2 separate regions of the Mus musculus genome follow, and region 2 is linked to region 1. A link is a contact called in public promoter capture Hi-C data. All regions are on one chromosome and are shown on one strand. The core of a region is the stretch at or near the end of the contact, and the rest is flanking DNA. Distances in the headings are between cores, read along the strand shown. Region 1 holds the start of Smoc2 (SPARC related modular calcium binding 2). Region 2 overlaps Wdr27 (WD repeat domain 27).

Region 1 (7,786 bases), core at 3,719-6,218:
GAAAATATTCCTAATTAGCTCATGACATGGTACTCTCTTACAAATAAATATCTTTTAAGGCCATCCCACCTTGTGAATGTTGAAACATGAGGGAGTGAGCGCAGAAAGGAGGTGTCCATATGCTCTCAGAAGGACAACCTGCCGGACAGAAGCTCCAAAAACCCAGATGCTGTGATTCCACTGGAGAGGAGTATAACCCTCGGCTGTGGGACAGACAGACAGACAGACAGACACACACACACACACACACACACACACACACACAGATAGAAGCAGACCTGGAGACAGAGACAGACATACACAGAGAAAGACATAAAGAGTGACAGAAAAAAGTCAGAAAGAGAGATGGAGACTAAGAGACTGTTTCTGTGATCTTGGGTCTTGGTGGATTTTACTAACCCGGGAGCTGATGTCTTCTGCAAAAGTGTTGCCCCCTGACAGACGCTGTTCCAGGAACAGAAAGGCAGATCTTTCATAGAGCCTGGATATTGACAGTAGTCCTCAGAGGGCGTTTTGCACATTCATTAGGATCCATTATTTATGTTGAATGAATCACCCATCCACTTTCCCAGGACTGTGCCCTTTCTGCAGGCCCTGGCATCTGTCTTCAGTGCTGCAGGGATGGATCTCTCTGGGAAGGTGAGGATTCTGCCTGTGGCTTTGTGAGACAGAGCTTTCTTTGGAAACATTAAGTTGTGAAATACTGTGCCGGAGTTGAAGAATCATCAATAATCCAGAAACAACCACAAAAAGTGCCTTTTGTTTGTTTTGAGGTAGCCCTCCAACAATATGCAAAAGGATGTCAGCGAATGCATGTCCATGTGCGCATGCCCACAGATTCTCCTGGATGAAGTGCCTACAGTTCCCATCATTCCCCAGAGGACTTTGCGACTTCAAATCGTAAGAACTAAGCATCTCAGGTAGGCTGTGGCCTGAGCCTTTCCTAGTCTCTTCAAAAGCTTTCTTCAAGACAGAAGAAGACCCTATCGAGGTGAAGCCAAGTTAGGAACTGCTTCTGTGCTTCCAGTCTTGTGGCTCTGGGCACATCCTGCGACCTCCTGGGCTCATTATCATTGCTGGTAGAACACTACCTTCTTTCAGAGTTCCTGTGGGAATTGACTTAGCTTGTAGCATGATCATGAACTATTATATCCATAAAAGCGATAGGAAGTGTTGACATGGGATCCATTATGTGAAGGTCATGAAGGCTCGTTTATATGATTGAACACAGGACAAATCCAAACTCTAGCACATACATGAAACTAGAGCAATGGCCCTATCCCCAGCCAGTCTCTGTCAATGTCTACTCACTTAGGCTCACAAGCAGGAACTGGAGGCTGAGGAACCTGAGCAAAGGCTAGGGGTGGATCCATTCGTTAGAGCATCAATAAAGGACCATCAAGGGGAAACTCCTGGTCAAGCCGATAAATGCTCTGTCCTGTGCTGAACCAATCACCTGACCAAGGGACCACCCTTAGGAAGGCAGGGCTCACCTTAAGCCTGCTAAGGAGATGGGTGAAATACTTTTTCCTTCAAGAAGACTCTACATAGTCTTCACAGAACCCCCACTCCTAATGTGGTAGCTTACAGAGAGGTAGCAAGACGGCTTCATAGATCTTCCCACTTCGGAATCCCTCAGAAAAGCATAACTTTTCATTTTCACATGCTCTATCCATGCTCAGACCACACTTTCCCTAATGCCTTGGGCTTTCCCATCTTTCTTTAAAGCCCCCCTCCCTGCCACATGAGTGCTTGTCCTATGTCTGCCCTCTGTACTGGCTCACAGAGAGCAATTTCCCCCCTTCTCTTCTTCATTCTTGTCCTCCGGGCAGCTGCTAAGGTTTACAGCTGGGGTGTTTTCCTTTTAATCTCTACTAAAATTGTCTTCAGACTTCTGTTTGAGTCATTCTTAAATTCATCTATTAATGAATCTAAGAGCCCCAGTTTTCTAAATATCCCAGGGACTGAAGGGACCACAATATAGGAAGAGGTAAAGACAGGCCAATAAGAGGATAGAGCTTCATAAACCCTGGGCATTTATGCAGACTATACCCAAGGAAAGCCAGGCAATCTGTGAAGATTTCTCCTCTTAGGATTAAGTGGAAACCAGAAGCTGGTGGCTGGCTGCGATGTGCATCGTAGGCACAGTGGTCGGCTGCTTGCTCCAATCCAGCCTCCAAAGGACGAGGGAAACCTTGGAAGTCACAGAACAAGAAAAGGACCTTCGACTCTTCTTGTGTTTTGCATACTGGGAGTTGGGAAGATGTCTGACACCTTTTTCTTTTACTGGCTAAATACCAAGAGTAAGCCAGACATTTATGGTAAATGGCCTCTTCACCAAGAGCAAAAAGACTTTTCAGCTTAACACAGTAAAACAAGGAAAGGAAGACAGGGCTGATGGCTAATGAGAGTCTGTGGAGAGACATGTGGGTTCAAGATAATCCCACAGGGACTGACCTGTTCTCTGCCCATCTTCACTGTGACTCTTGCTAATGACAGAAATGTAAATTTGGGGTCCACGGGTCACATCCAAAAGCAAGCCTGCCACTCTTACAATTGAGAGCTCATTTCCAGGAGCAGGGGATATTATTTCATTCCTGTAGGGATGTCTCAGACCTTTGAGCTGACTACTTCCTGTCTTAACTTTGAAGGAAGTGGCTGACACATAAAACCATTTCTTAGTGGTTTTAATAAATGTTCTATTTTCCCCCACACAATGGGAACTGGTTACCTCTCCAAATTTCACTTCGAGCATCTTTAAGAACACAGAACTTGGCTTTCGGTCCACATGTTAGTGCCTCCAAATGTTAGAGGGTCTCTGAAGGCTCCGACCCTTCTCATCTGTCAGTGTCTTGGAAAAGCGTGTTGTTACACTGATCTCCCTGGAATCTCAGAGGACAAATGAAAGATGTGTTGAGATTGGAGGACTCAAGGCAGTGAGTGCCAAGGGGTTGTTTTCTGCTTTCCACGTCTCCAGGGGATGTGATAGACTTGCCAGAGTTCCAAGTTCGGACATCTGGACTCGGCCCCCGATTTTGTGGCTGGCTAAGACATACAGTTATTTGTTTTGTTTCTCATCTGTAAAATGGGAGCAAATGAAGCCTGTTACTTGCTGGACACTCCCATGGAAGAGAGTAGACAAAAAGCTATTTTCAGACTTTCAGTCCCAAGAAGACATTTCAGCTAATAATTTGTACCCTTGAAATAAAAGGTAAAAGGAAAATGTTTTGTACCAAATACTTCTTGAATGTGCTGATTTTCATCATCATCATCACCACCACCACCACCACCACCATCATCACCATCATCATCATCACACCACCATCATCACACCACCATTACTACGATAGAAGTACACAACATTTGTATCATTTTTTTTGGTTCAATGTATATGTTATTTGCTTACTCAGTCATGCCTGTCCCTGGGCTGAGTCTGACCCTGAAGAGTTTTGCTACGATGTTCCTCCATGTCCTCAGTGTAGGAAGGGTGTTGAAGGCTTGACAGATTTCGAGTTTTGAAGGTTTCTTTCAGCAGCCATCTCTAGAAGGTTCTCTTTCCCTGTGTGATGTGAGAGTTCCTTTCCTGAGGAGACATAAGCAAGATCTATCTCTCCTCAAAAGGCCCCAGTGGCAAAACAAACTAGGATTCCATGGGGAGTTCAGCACGGGGAGCTAGTGAGCTTGTGCTTACTAACATGCATAGGTGAGGGGTTCACTGCAGGAATGTGATTAACGTCAGAGCATCCATAGTCCAGTCTTCACACAGCTTGGATGATGGCTTCCACACCCACATAGATGGAGCCCCTCTCGGGGAATTTGCCCCAGCTCATGATCTCGAGTACCTCCAGAGGCCCTGAAGGACAACTATTAGGAAGAACTGCACGAACACCCGCCATCTGAGGTGAAGTCCAGTGATACTTCCCATTCGTTCTCTCCTCCAGTGAGGGAATGTCAGCTGTCCACAAGCCCACTCCTAATGACCTCCTGAAAATAGGCACAGCCCACCTGATGAAGTTGGGACTGTTTGCTCGGTTGACTTCATTCTTCAAGGCTATCCTTTTGGAGCTCCAGCGCTGTTCTTCTCCAGAGGTCCCCGTGTTGGGCTAGGGCAGGGTAGCTGCTTTCTGATTGGTCTACGATCTCACAGGAATCTCCAGAGCAGCAGAGGAGAGAGAAGTTAGAGGTGAGCTTGCTGTTTTGCTCCCTACAGAGAGGCCCTGACAAGTCAATTGATTCTTTGTTCTCGAAAGTCTTCCCAGCTGGCTTTCTGCGTGAGGTAGAATTAGGGCCTTTTCCTGTGAAGCTACCAGCCAGGGCTAAACTATTTCAGCAATGCTCCTTTTGCAGGACCTGGTGCGCAAAATCCCCTTGGTTTCTATCACAGTCAAAAGCCTACTCAAATGCGCTTGCTGCCGAACACCTGAAATGCTTGCCTAAACTGTTTGAAGCGGCCACATCAATGTGTGCGCTCACCTTTCTCTAAGTTTGCCCAACTCAAGGAAGTCATCTGCCTCACAGATCTGTTTTCAGACCCCTCCCGCCCTCCTCGTTAACCTGCGGAAAGATGCAGGACTCCTGGTGTTCTCAGAGGCCCTACCGAGGAGCCAATGACCACTTAGCATCTCAGAGTGCTACATTCTGGTGAATGTAAAGCCACAGGCGAGCCAAGGCACAGTGGGGACCCTCCAAGGTGAAGACAGAAGGCGCCCTAGGCCAGGAGGGTGGGGCTCAGTGCATCTCTTGGAGCCAGTGTGAGTGTGCATGCCTGTAAGGTGTGCCCTGGCATTGGCTTGAAGGAGGCGTGCAAACAGCATCAACACACGCTTGCCTAGTCCTGGTAGCCTTCGCTGTCTCCTTCACAGCCCTGCGCGCCGGGCGGCCCCTGCGCGGGCGCGGTGGCTAAGGGAGGTGGGGCGGAGGGAGGAGATTTGCGGGCGGGAGGGCGAAGAGGGCGGGACAGGAGGATCCGGGGAAACTAGGGCTGTTTGACAGCAGCAGCGGCAGTTCGGGGAGCGCCGGCCAGAGCGCACGGAGGGGCCGTGCGGTCTCCACCAGCGGCCATAGGACCGCGGAGCAGTTCTAGCCCGCTCGCCCGCACGTTCGCACACCGGATCTTCGCCGAGTGCCAGGGCGCAGCGCGTGGGGCGTCTGCCTCGCTTGGTCCCCTCCAGCGTCACCATGCTGCCGCCACAGCTGTGCTGGCTGCCGCTGCTCGCTGCCTTGCTGCCGCCGGTGCCCGCGCAGAAGTTCTCAGCGCTCACGGTAAGTCCCGGGACGCGCCCCTGTCTTTCTCTGTTGTCCCTCACTGAGAACCCACTCTTCCTTCTGGGACAAGGCTCCGGGAGCAGGTGGCCCAGCAATCCCCAACAGGTGGGTTCGGGAGAGTCCCACAGCGTGCGTGTCCAGGGTCGATAGCTACTCAGTATGTGAAGGGCTGCTGGTCCTACTAGTCCAGGATAGAAGGGAGTTGACATGCAGGAGTGCCTGGAGTCCCCCACTTTGGGCGAGATGAGATGGCACAGGAACAAGGATCTGGGCCACTTATGCACCTCAGCTCTTTCAGGGCGAACTCACCGGGACTGGGTGCCCACCTTGCCAACGCCACCGACCCAGCCTAGGATTAGGAAGCGGGCAATCTTCGGCTCCAGCGCCACGAGGACCCCTTGTACCCCAACCCCCCTTATGGGGGAGAAAGGGGCCACATCCCATGTGTTCCACTTGTGGCGGAGCATCTCAGAGAACCCTTAATTGAGAGGAAGAAGCAGATATGACATTGAATTAAAGAGCGCGTTTCTTTAAAAAAAAAAATCCAAAATCCAAAAGCCAAAAAACAAAAAAAACAACTCATAGAGGAGGAACAATCTCCAGCACAGGAGGCATAGAGGAGCGCCCCTGGTCTCGTGGGTCCTCTCCTCAGGAGCAGGATGCAGTGCGCGCCAGGGCGCGCTCCCGAGCGCGCGTGGCACTGTGGTTGACCGCTCTAAGTTTGTCTCTCTTAGTTGCAGTACTGGCTACGCCAAGGCGCGAGGTGAGGTGCCAAAAGCCGCGCTGTGGATGGGGGCTGAGCGCGTCCACCTCGGGCCAACACAACCGCGGCCACTCCTGCGGGCTGGTGTCTGCAGAGCCCGGCGGGCAGCCCTTCTGCGGCCCGCGCGCTAGGGAACCCATAATTAATGCAATCTGCAGAAACGAAAGCATTCCACTTAAACGTGTTTTTGAACAAGTGCTTAAGAAAACACCAAGGTGGTGAGCAGGCTCCCGTGGAGAGGAGTGTTGGAGTGGTAGGTGCCCTGGGGAGGGTGCTTAGCCTATGGAAAACCAGGGCTAGCCCACGAGTCGAAGCTTTTTGCAAAAGTGAAGCAAGCTGGCCAGCCTGTTGCTTTTTCTTCCCCTCTCCCTGTTTCTCAGCAGCTTGAAAGGGGGAAGATTGAGTGAGTTCATTGTTCATACCTAAAATTCTTCTGGGGCAGTCCTAGGGCCCTGCCTTGTGTCTCGTGAGCGACTGATAGATTAGAACCATAGCTGGAAACTGCAGGGAGTTTTCACTCCCAGTCTTGCCCTACCCCGAAGAGCCTGAAGGGACGACATGCATGCATTCATATATGAATGTGTGCACAGATGTTCATGTATGTACAGAGCTCGTGCACACACTTCGAGCAAATTTAAAAAGTCCACTGGGAAACTGGCCAGTTCTCAAAAGGTCTTAGCACCATGTATCTGAGCTCTAAGCAGCAGACTTGTGTAATCACTATACTATTTTCTAAAAGTATCAAGTAGACATGTCTCACCCTCTGTGCGCTCTCTCCCCACCGCCCCCCCCCTCTCTGTCTAAGATTGGTAAACAGGACAGATTTTCTTTTCTTGCCCTACCCCTTCTGGAAACTTATTGCTTTCCCCCTTTGTCTCTTTACACTGTTGCAAGGTTTCCTGGGCTCCATGGGTGCCAGCTGCTTGTGGGGTCTCTTTACGGGAGCTGGGAGTTGGTCTTACACCATACAGGAAGTGCCCCATTTACCGCACTCCCCAAGAACACTTTGTCTTAAAATCACATTAACACATAAAATGCTGCTGCTTTTGCATCCAGGAGAAATATTTAAAGCTATAAACTATTTGCCAGGATTCTTCTCTCCTCCCTGCCATCCCCATCTAGAAAATGAAGACTGTGGTTGCAATAGAAAGTACTTCAGATATAATCAAAGTTTGAGTGATCAGTCACTGGGAAATGTTAGATGTTCTGGAGTTTTCTAACGTGGTTGCTAATCTCCTTTCAAGTTACCTTCTGTTTGTTGGAGACGTCTTTGGGTTCCTAAAGACTAAACTAGAGAATGGACTCCTATGTATGAGGTTTCTATTTTGCCTCTAGTAAATGACTGAAGTGTTAGTTTGCAAAAGTGCATGGGTTCTTAAGTTCTTAAGGGTGTGTGGAATTCAATTCATAGAAATAAATGGGCCTCTCAGTTCACAGGAGTATACGGGACTCACAGTCCATGGGGATGTGTGGGGGCCAGGTTTCTTCTGGATGGGTGTGTGATCTTATGCAAGTGACTGAACCTCTTCGGTCTTACCTATAGAATGAGGAAGACTACCCAGCATGTCCTAAGGGTTAAAGGTAACATTTGATGCACTCAGACTACACTCATTCTCCAATCCAGATTATGCTGTTGGAAGGGAGTTTAGAAGCCAGCTCTTACACTGTTGTGTCATTACGGGGTGTTTGGGTATTAGAGTAGATTCCTTGCCTGGCTTAGATGAGAGAAATCATGTGGGCTGTCCAGGCAGATGGGAA
Region 2 (7,786 bases), core at 2,122-4,621, 540 kb after region 1:
AAAGGCCAACTCGCCAGGCTGCAGCCGACTTCATATTACTTCTCTAGTTCTGTGTTTTATTGAGGACTTTGGCGTTTGATGATCTGTAGTTTCCAATCCCAGAGTATTTAAATGCGATATATTTAAAAGAATAATCATGGCGTATCCCGGTTCGTGAAACATTTTCCTGCCATAATCTATTTTTAAAAGAGAGAGACATATTGCCTTCCTGGAGGGCACTGGCATCTCAAGTGACTTTTCTGGAGCTTGAAAACCCAGCAGGAAAACCCAGGACCACTAACCACCCTCCTACCCCAGCCTCGGTGCTTTAGAAATATAATATAAACACACCTGCAAACATTAACGTGCTGATCTTAATGACTACTTAATCTCTACAGGCTGCAGAGAACTTTCAAGTGGTAGCGAGACTCACTCCACTGTTCACAGTGGCACAGGAGGAAGGTCAGATTTAAGTAAACTAAGTCTAGTTACCAGTTGTTTTAAAAGACATATAGTAGAACCCAAGGATCAATAGATCTATTCACTTAGCTCTTTTCAACATAGTATGTCTGTAGAAACTGGGCTAGCTTTGTTTGTTTGTTTGTTTGTTTTAAGATTAACTTACAAACCGTTTCTGGAAAGTAAAATAAAATGTGGGTGGGACCCAGACTTCCCCCTTACTACCACAGAAGTTTCTGCAGGAGGCCTTTGAGCCCCTCTAGACAGGAAGTACTGGCTAAGCTCCACTCACTTTAAAAACCACACTCTGGTCTCTGGCTATTTAACACATAGCCCTTTTCACAGCTCTTCCTGAGACCCGTGTCCTCCCTATGTTCACCAATACCAAAGGGGCATCTTGGCGCGGCATGTGGGAGTGGAAAGAACAGTGACCAAGGGAGAAGGAGGCGTGAAAGGGAGGAACACAGATGTGTCCACACATCTGCTACTTCACAAATGCCAGGCCAGGATGAATGGCTATTGGCATGCAAATGATGACATCGGCTTGGTGGTGTCCTCATGGAACACTCAACTGAGGAGAGGAATAACTTTCTCCCTTAACCTGTCCATCAGAGGCAGTTATTTCTGGAACCCCTGTTTTTATGGACAAATTCCACCCTCTCTGCCACATGGCACACACCCTTCCACAATAAGTCTTGAGTGAAAGTTCCTGTCTGGAATACCCTTGACCTGGTCCTGGGCCCTATGGGATAAATGCCTAAAAAAGCAACACTTTAAATATGTTAAGACTATGAAATGTTCACCAACACCACACAAAAGGAAGATGTGGAATTAACCAGACTTATGCCCTCTGAATTTATGATTTCTTGAGTTTAGTATTAAGTGTCTGGCAGATACACATGCATGTGGAATCCACATTCTTAAAGCCACAGGGGTTTTGAGTCACTGGAACAACAGAGGTCTCAAGGACAATAAGCATGCCAGGGCATCCTGACCCCCATGTAGCAGTGGCAGAGTCATGCACAAGGTGCAGGTCATGGCTCCCTGACCCTCTATCCTGCTCCTCTCGATGAGAGAAGGGTCATCTTATTCCTTGCCCCCTCCCTCGGCTGGGCAGTGCTGCTTCTGAAGCTTGGCAAGCTACAGTGGCTCATGACGTGGCCATCCTACTTCTGACCCAGTGTTGATCTGGAAGAGCATGGAACCCAACAGTGAGTGCTCATAGCCACCACAGATTTTCCTGGACACATGGTCTCCTAACACATGCTGTGGGCACCTGCACATGTGTATGTGTGTGTAAACTCACCATGTTCTCGGGTCTCTTGCCATGTGTGTTCTCACATATGTATGTGAAAACAGAAAGTGGCGTCAGGGTCAGGAGGAGGCAAGCCATCACTGAGCCCAAGCAGCAGGAAGCTGAAGAGAGTGGAGGCTCCATAGGCTGTGAGAAGGATGTAGGCTACATCTGAAGCTACCACTCTGCAAGTCTCAGTGGAAACAGCAATGGCTTTCATACCCGGTTCCTTTAGTCAAGATTTCTCTATCCATTTTTAGCTGGCTGACCAGGTTAAGCAGGCCTATACTTGCTGTTGGTGATCAGAAGAAGAGAGTCTCCTCACCACATATCCATGTAAGTTCAGAAGCAACTGTCATCAACTGGTGGCCAATACAACATTATCAGTGCAAGGAGAGAAAGCCAAAGGAGCACCCAGCATGCCATGCCACCACCTACTGAAGCTTTCAGAATACTGCCTTGGGTCTCCTTTAAAAACAAACAAACAAACAAAGCAAAATATTCCAGGCATAATCCAATTCTCCCATCTCCCAAAAGGGATCTGAGTGAGATCCCACTGTAAATGGTGTGTAGACATGTACACACACACACACACACACACACACACACACACACCCCTTAGGTACAGAAGCACCTCTGTCAAAAGCCTGGAGAGTGACCTGAATCCCAAGGAAGGAATTGCTAAAATCTGTAGAGAAGAGGCTGACAAGGGGACAGGAAGAGCAGGCAGGACTGTGAGTGGCACTGTGTTTAGGAAATACTTTGTCCCCTTTGTTACCAACTCTAATAAACTCACAGCTTGCAGCTCTGAATCACTAACACATTATTTTACCATCATCTGTAGTGCATAGAGAGTTGTGGAAGTAAACTGACTTACAAGGCGTGCTTTTTGATTTTTACACCTCAGATTATGATGATCAAAACACTGCTTGTCATTGCCAAGAATGTTTGTTTGGAATGGAGTAGGTGCTGCCTGAAGAGGGCACGTCTCCCCATCAGACACAAAGTGTCCTGTGTACAGTTTCTGAGGAGGAAGCCAAATATCAGCTATCAGGAAACACAAAATGAAAAATTAACAAATCAAGGGCAGTGTTACCGTTGGCCAAGTCTTTAGCAGGAACTTGAACATGCCTCAGGAGCAGTGCTGTGTTCTCACAGGCTTGAGAATGTGATGATCAGAGACCACAGACATGGCCAGCATTGAGCATGGCTTAATATAATGCAGAATGGCGCACTGGGATGACAGCAACATGTGCAAGGTTCTGTGTTACCAGCCCTGACTGCTGCTGATGCGTCTGCTCTCACCACCACTCCTGCGCTCTGAGGGGAGATTCTCAGGAAGCTCTGGCTACTTGTACTGCTTCTTGGTGAGTGCAGAGAGGTTTCTTGAAGCCCCACATTTGGGGTCTTCCAGTGTGCGTGGCCTGTAGAATGGCTAGAAGCTCAGGGACAGCATGGCGCTCCTGTGACCTCAGGTGCTCACATGAGCATCTGAATTTGGGATGTCCACCATAAAGTGATGTCAGAGCTGGTGCAAATGGTTGAATGCCAAAGGGGTGGTAACATAGGAGACTGTGCCCGCCCCCAGCCTTAAGCAGGTTGGCTCAAACCTTGTTTGCCACAGTTGCTCACCTAGGGCGGAGTCTTCTGACCTTGGTAAAGTCTTTTGTCTGCCACATCTGCAGCTTCCTGTGAGAAGCTACCTGCTGAGCAGCTGAGCTTGTTTTCCTGACTCATCCTGACAAAGGGACCAAGAGATCCTGGTGTAGTGGGGGATGTGTCCTCCTCCCCTTTATAAGCTCAGACTCTTACATAAACATTGGGTCTAGATCAGAGAACTCTGTCTTGGCTCTTTATTTCTCTTGCTGCCTTTCCCATTCAACCCCAACTCTCCTTTCAGGAACCCAGTAACCTGTGGCCACTGGTGGCTACAGGAGATAAATGCATGTTAAGATGATGTATAATGTAACATTATGTATGTTTTTTATTTTAATACCAAGTGGCAAACTTTAACAAAGCAAAAAACAAACATACTTTTCTACCTACCTAATCAATTAAAGCAAAAGGCCTACCCATTTCTTTCAGCCTTTGACAGGAGTCAACAATATCTGTCTGTCTTAGTTAGGGTTCTTATTGCTGTGAAACACCATGATCATAAGCAACTAGGGGAGAAGGGACTTTATTTTGTTTCCACTTCTACTTCATGATACATCATTGGATGAAGCCAGGACAAGAATCTGGAGGCAGTAGCTGATGCAGAGGACATGGAGTGCTGCTTTCTGGATTGACACTCCTGGTTTACTCAGTTTCATGATAGCAGTCAGGACTACCAGCCCAGGAGTGGTGCTGCCCACAGTGATCTGAATCCTCCAACATCAATCATCGATCAAGAAGACGCACCACAGGCCAGGCTGGTGGGGGCATTTTCTCAATTGAGGTTCCTCCTTCCCAAGTGACTCCAACTTGTGTAGAGTTGATATAAAACTAGCCAACAATGCATCTGCAGCAGCAAATCAAACAAAACTTACATGTGATGAAGGCGAGGACTTTAAAAATACAGGTATATGCATAATAGTAGTAGTAATAGATTCCTTAAGACTTTTTCCAGAGATGTTATTTTACTCTCCTTCTGTATTTATCCCTCTGTGAGTGACCCCTCTTTCCATTTCAAACTTCCCATATCCCACCTTGCCCAGCAACCCAAGCCCCGAGCACATGTGGGACACCATTTTTAACCCACACCTTTTCTCCTCCTCCTTCTCCTCCCCCTCCTCTTTCTTCTCTCCCTTCACCATTACCACCACCACTCACCATCACACACCACTACTATCACCACGATCCTTCTGCAATGGTCCCTGAGCCTTAGTTGTGGGAGATACTTTGTACATGCATCCATTGTGACTGGTCCTACCACTCAACATTTTTGATTGGTTGTGGTTTTCTATATTGTCTCTGTTGCAAAGAAGAGTTTCCTTGAAGAGGAGTAAGGACTACACTTATTGGTGGGCATAAGGAATAAGATTTAGAAGGTAGTGAGAGATTATACTGGTTTAGTAAAATGAAAGCCATAGGTTCTCCAAGAGCCATGAATTCAATAGCCCTGGTAGCTTCCAGTACAAGGCATAGTTTTTCTCTTGTTGAACAGGTCTTCTGTTGGCCACTGACAAGATGTCCATGCCTACTTCACCCTTAGGGTTATCGTGCCATGCTGGTCACCATCGTGATTCATAATCATCATAGCTGGGTCAGACTGTTGGTAGCCTCCCTCCTTTGGAAGCTTGCATTACCTTCTTCCCCCCAGTATCATGAGACCTAGTCCTCAGGAAAGAGGCTTTCAGGTCAGTTCTATATTAGAGACTTCTAGGTCCTCTGTCTGAAATACATGCTGTCTTTCTTCAACACCTGGCACAACCAAGGCCAATAGCAATGACCTGTAATGTTTTGGGAATATTAGACAACCCCGCCCAATGCATAGTGCTGGGTTTTGTTAGATGGCATTTGGATCTTGGAGAGAGTCTTGTCAACTCCGGTGGGAAATTTTTCTTTAGAATATTGACTTACATGTACTGCAGAGCCATGGTAATAAAAAAAAAAATATGGAACTGGCACAAAAATAATCACATAGACCAATGAAACATAATCAAACACCCAAATGTGAGGTGTTTAGTATTTGACAAAGGTGCCAGAAACAAGCTGGATAAAAGAAAGTATTTTCAGCAACTAGTGTTGGGAAAACTGGGGAAGAGGAGACCAATTGGTTTTCCAATACCATATGGTAAGTCCTGAAAACAAGCATACAAATAACACTATACAGACCAAGCACCTACGCATTTAGGGGTGTGTGTGTGTGTGTGTGTGTGTGTGTGTGTGTGTGTGTGTGTGTGTGTGTTACTAAACAATAGAAAGAGGCCATAAATTTGAAGAAGAAAGGATGAGTATATGGGAGAGTTTGGAGGGACAAGGTGTGGGAAAATGGTGTAATTGTGTTATAATCTCAAAAAAGAAAATTAAAGAAAGGAAAAATATTTTAAGCTAAAAATGACATTTTCTTTTTAGTTTTTATTCCTGCAGATGTATAAACTAGCCAGCTTCACTGCTCACTTTATCCTAGAGTTCCTCAGGATATGGAGGGAGACGCAACACATCTCTCATAACTAATATTTTTCTGGCAAAATATGAAGAAGATAAGGGTGACCTTAGTTCTTAGTGTGTCCTGGTGACTGAGGCAGAGACGTCTCTGTGAGCTTCCCACACCACCCTCCTCACACAAACTGGAGCCTCCCAGTGTCTCAGGCCTCCTGTTTGGTCTCCCAGCTGTGACTAGAAGCATGGTCACACCATTCTCCTGAGAATCTGAACAGGCAAGTGCTACAGTGGGGGTCAGGGGACTGAATCATGCCCTTGCCGCCAACATCCATGTTCACAGAGTTGCACTGAGGAGCCCACACTGCCAGTTTTGTCACAAGAATAAGGCCATTACCCTGGCGACTGGATCTCCTCTGGCAGATGGGAGCAACACACCCTCACTCAAGGGCTGCCTGACGGTGACCCTCTGAAATAGAACAGGACTTTGTTGATGCTACACACAGCTGAGGGAAGATCCTAGGGAAGATCCTGGAGGCAGGCTTCGTCCAGCTGCAATTCAGTGATGAGGGCTGGTGCCTGGAGCAGCAGAGCACTGGTGTGACTCTAGCAAAGATCTGAATGGCAGATTCAGTCCAGGAAATGATAGGCTGACACCCTCGAGAGGAGCCTCATTTCAGGGCATTTATTAACTTAGAATCCCACTGAACATCTTCAAAAGTGTCTTTTGAGTGCACACCATGAAATGCACAGTGGGGCTCCTTGGGAGTGGCCATCTTTCTGCCAGGTACACCCACCTCCTACTCCTCAGACCCCCACAAGCACATACACACACAGACCCATGAACAAAGGCATCCACCATGCACATATACTCATACACAATTACACACACTCATACACAAGTGTGTGCTCACACACATTCACATACATACATGCACACAGGCATTCACCTCCTATATGTATATGCACATATACACATGCATCCGACCACATGCACGCACACGCACACGCGCACACGCACACACACACACACTACTTCTGGTATTCTTCTGCAGAGATTATGCAATAGGGCAGATGTGTTCGAGGCTTTCTCTCTTGCATATTGGTTGCTATTTCCCAGCTGTATTACACATGAATGGGCACATACTCAGGTCCTAGGTCTGCTCCAGGCAGGATAACTACGTCCTCTTTTCCTCTGGGTTTTCTCCTGTGTATCCTTGTGCTAGCCAGTTTCACATCCCTGTGACAGGAAACCTGGGGAAATCAACTCAGAAGAGGATAGGTTAATTTGGCTGTTTTCAGGTTTTAGGACAGGGTCCACCGACTCCATTGTTTGGGGCCTGAGGTAAGGCAGACATCATGGTAGGAAATGTGTGTTGGAGCAAAGAAATCCACCTCAGAATGGGCAGTAAAAGAGAAGAGACACAGAAGAAGGAGAGGGTGAGGAAACAGACAAGGAAAGGGGTCAGAAGAGAGAGTGTGCCCTAATGTCAATATTGCTTTAAAATTCACATCCCTAACGACCTACTTCCTTCCAACAGCCTGTTAGACCAGAATTAATCCACTGAGGAGGTCAGAGCCCTTGTGATACAATCATTCCCTCAAAGGCCCCACCTCTGCGTATTGCTCCCCTTGAGACCAAGCCTTCAACACATGAACATATGGCAGATACTTACAGTCCAAACCAGAGCCCTCCTCCCTCCCTCTTCCTATCTTGCTCTGCTGACCTCGTTCATTCAGTAGTAAGTGAGTTACCTCTTACCACCTCCATATGTGATAGCTGTATGTACCCAATGTCCTCCCTGGATTCTTCCTCTACCACACTGGTCCATGTGGTCCCACATATGCCAGTTTCTTTGGCCAAAACTTACTCTCTCCGTGTATGCTGCCTGACTTTCTGAAGCATGCCATTCCATGTACTTATGACCCAGGTGCTCTGATGCCAACTTATATACCCACTGTAAGTATTGT

What was found. Promoter capture Hi-C pulls out the DNA fragments that hold promoters and counts their contacts.
Region 2: a contact with region 1 is called in a promoter capture Hi-C map of embryonic stem cells. The contact joins the enhancer-like site here to the promoter of Smoc2 in region 1. A contact is called at or near these places in 4 of 39 promoter capture datasets (embryonic stem cells, hippocampal neurons and liver) and 2 of 115 datasets of contacts at active chromatin or transcription factors (embryonic stem cells and epiblast stem cells).

What each region holds. Positions count from the first base shown.
Region 1 is chr17:14,274,538-14,282,323 of GRCm38.p6, forward strand. It overlaps Smoc2 (SPARC related modular calcium binding 2), which reads left to right and starts at 4,969. Exons shown (of 13, transcript NM_022315.2): 1 at 4,969-5,262. The coding sequence starts at 5,179. It overlaps Gm52280 (a long non-coding RNA gene), which reads right to left and starts at 5,974. Exons shown (of 3, transcript XR_003952216.1): 1 at 5,575-5,974; 2 at 4,006-4,151; 3 at 3,311-3,583. It overlaps Gm34567 (a long non-coding RNA gene), which reads left to right. Exons shown (of 4, transcript XR_385414.4): 4 at 778-3,225.
Region 2 is chr17:14,814,775-14,822,560 of GRCm38.p6, forward strand. It overlaps Wdr27 (WD repeat domain 27), which reads right to left. Exons shown (of 25, transcript NM_175173.3): 25 at 3,898-4,232. Among named protein-coding and RNA genes, the nearest start is that of Gm23352, 27 kb to the left of the region's middle. Within about 2 kb of position 3,372, at least 20 of the 459 cell types and tissues checked have an H3K27ac peak or open chromatin away from gene starts, as enhancers often do. A contact at or near this core is called in embryonic stem cells and epiblast stem cells, where this site is marked.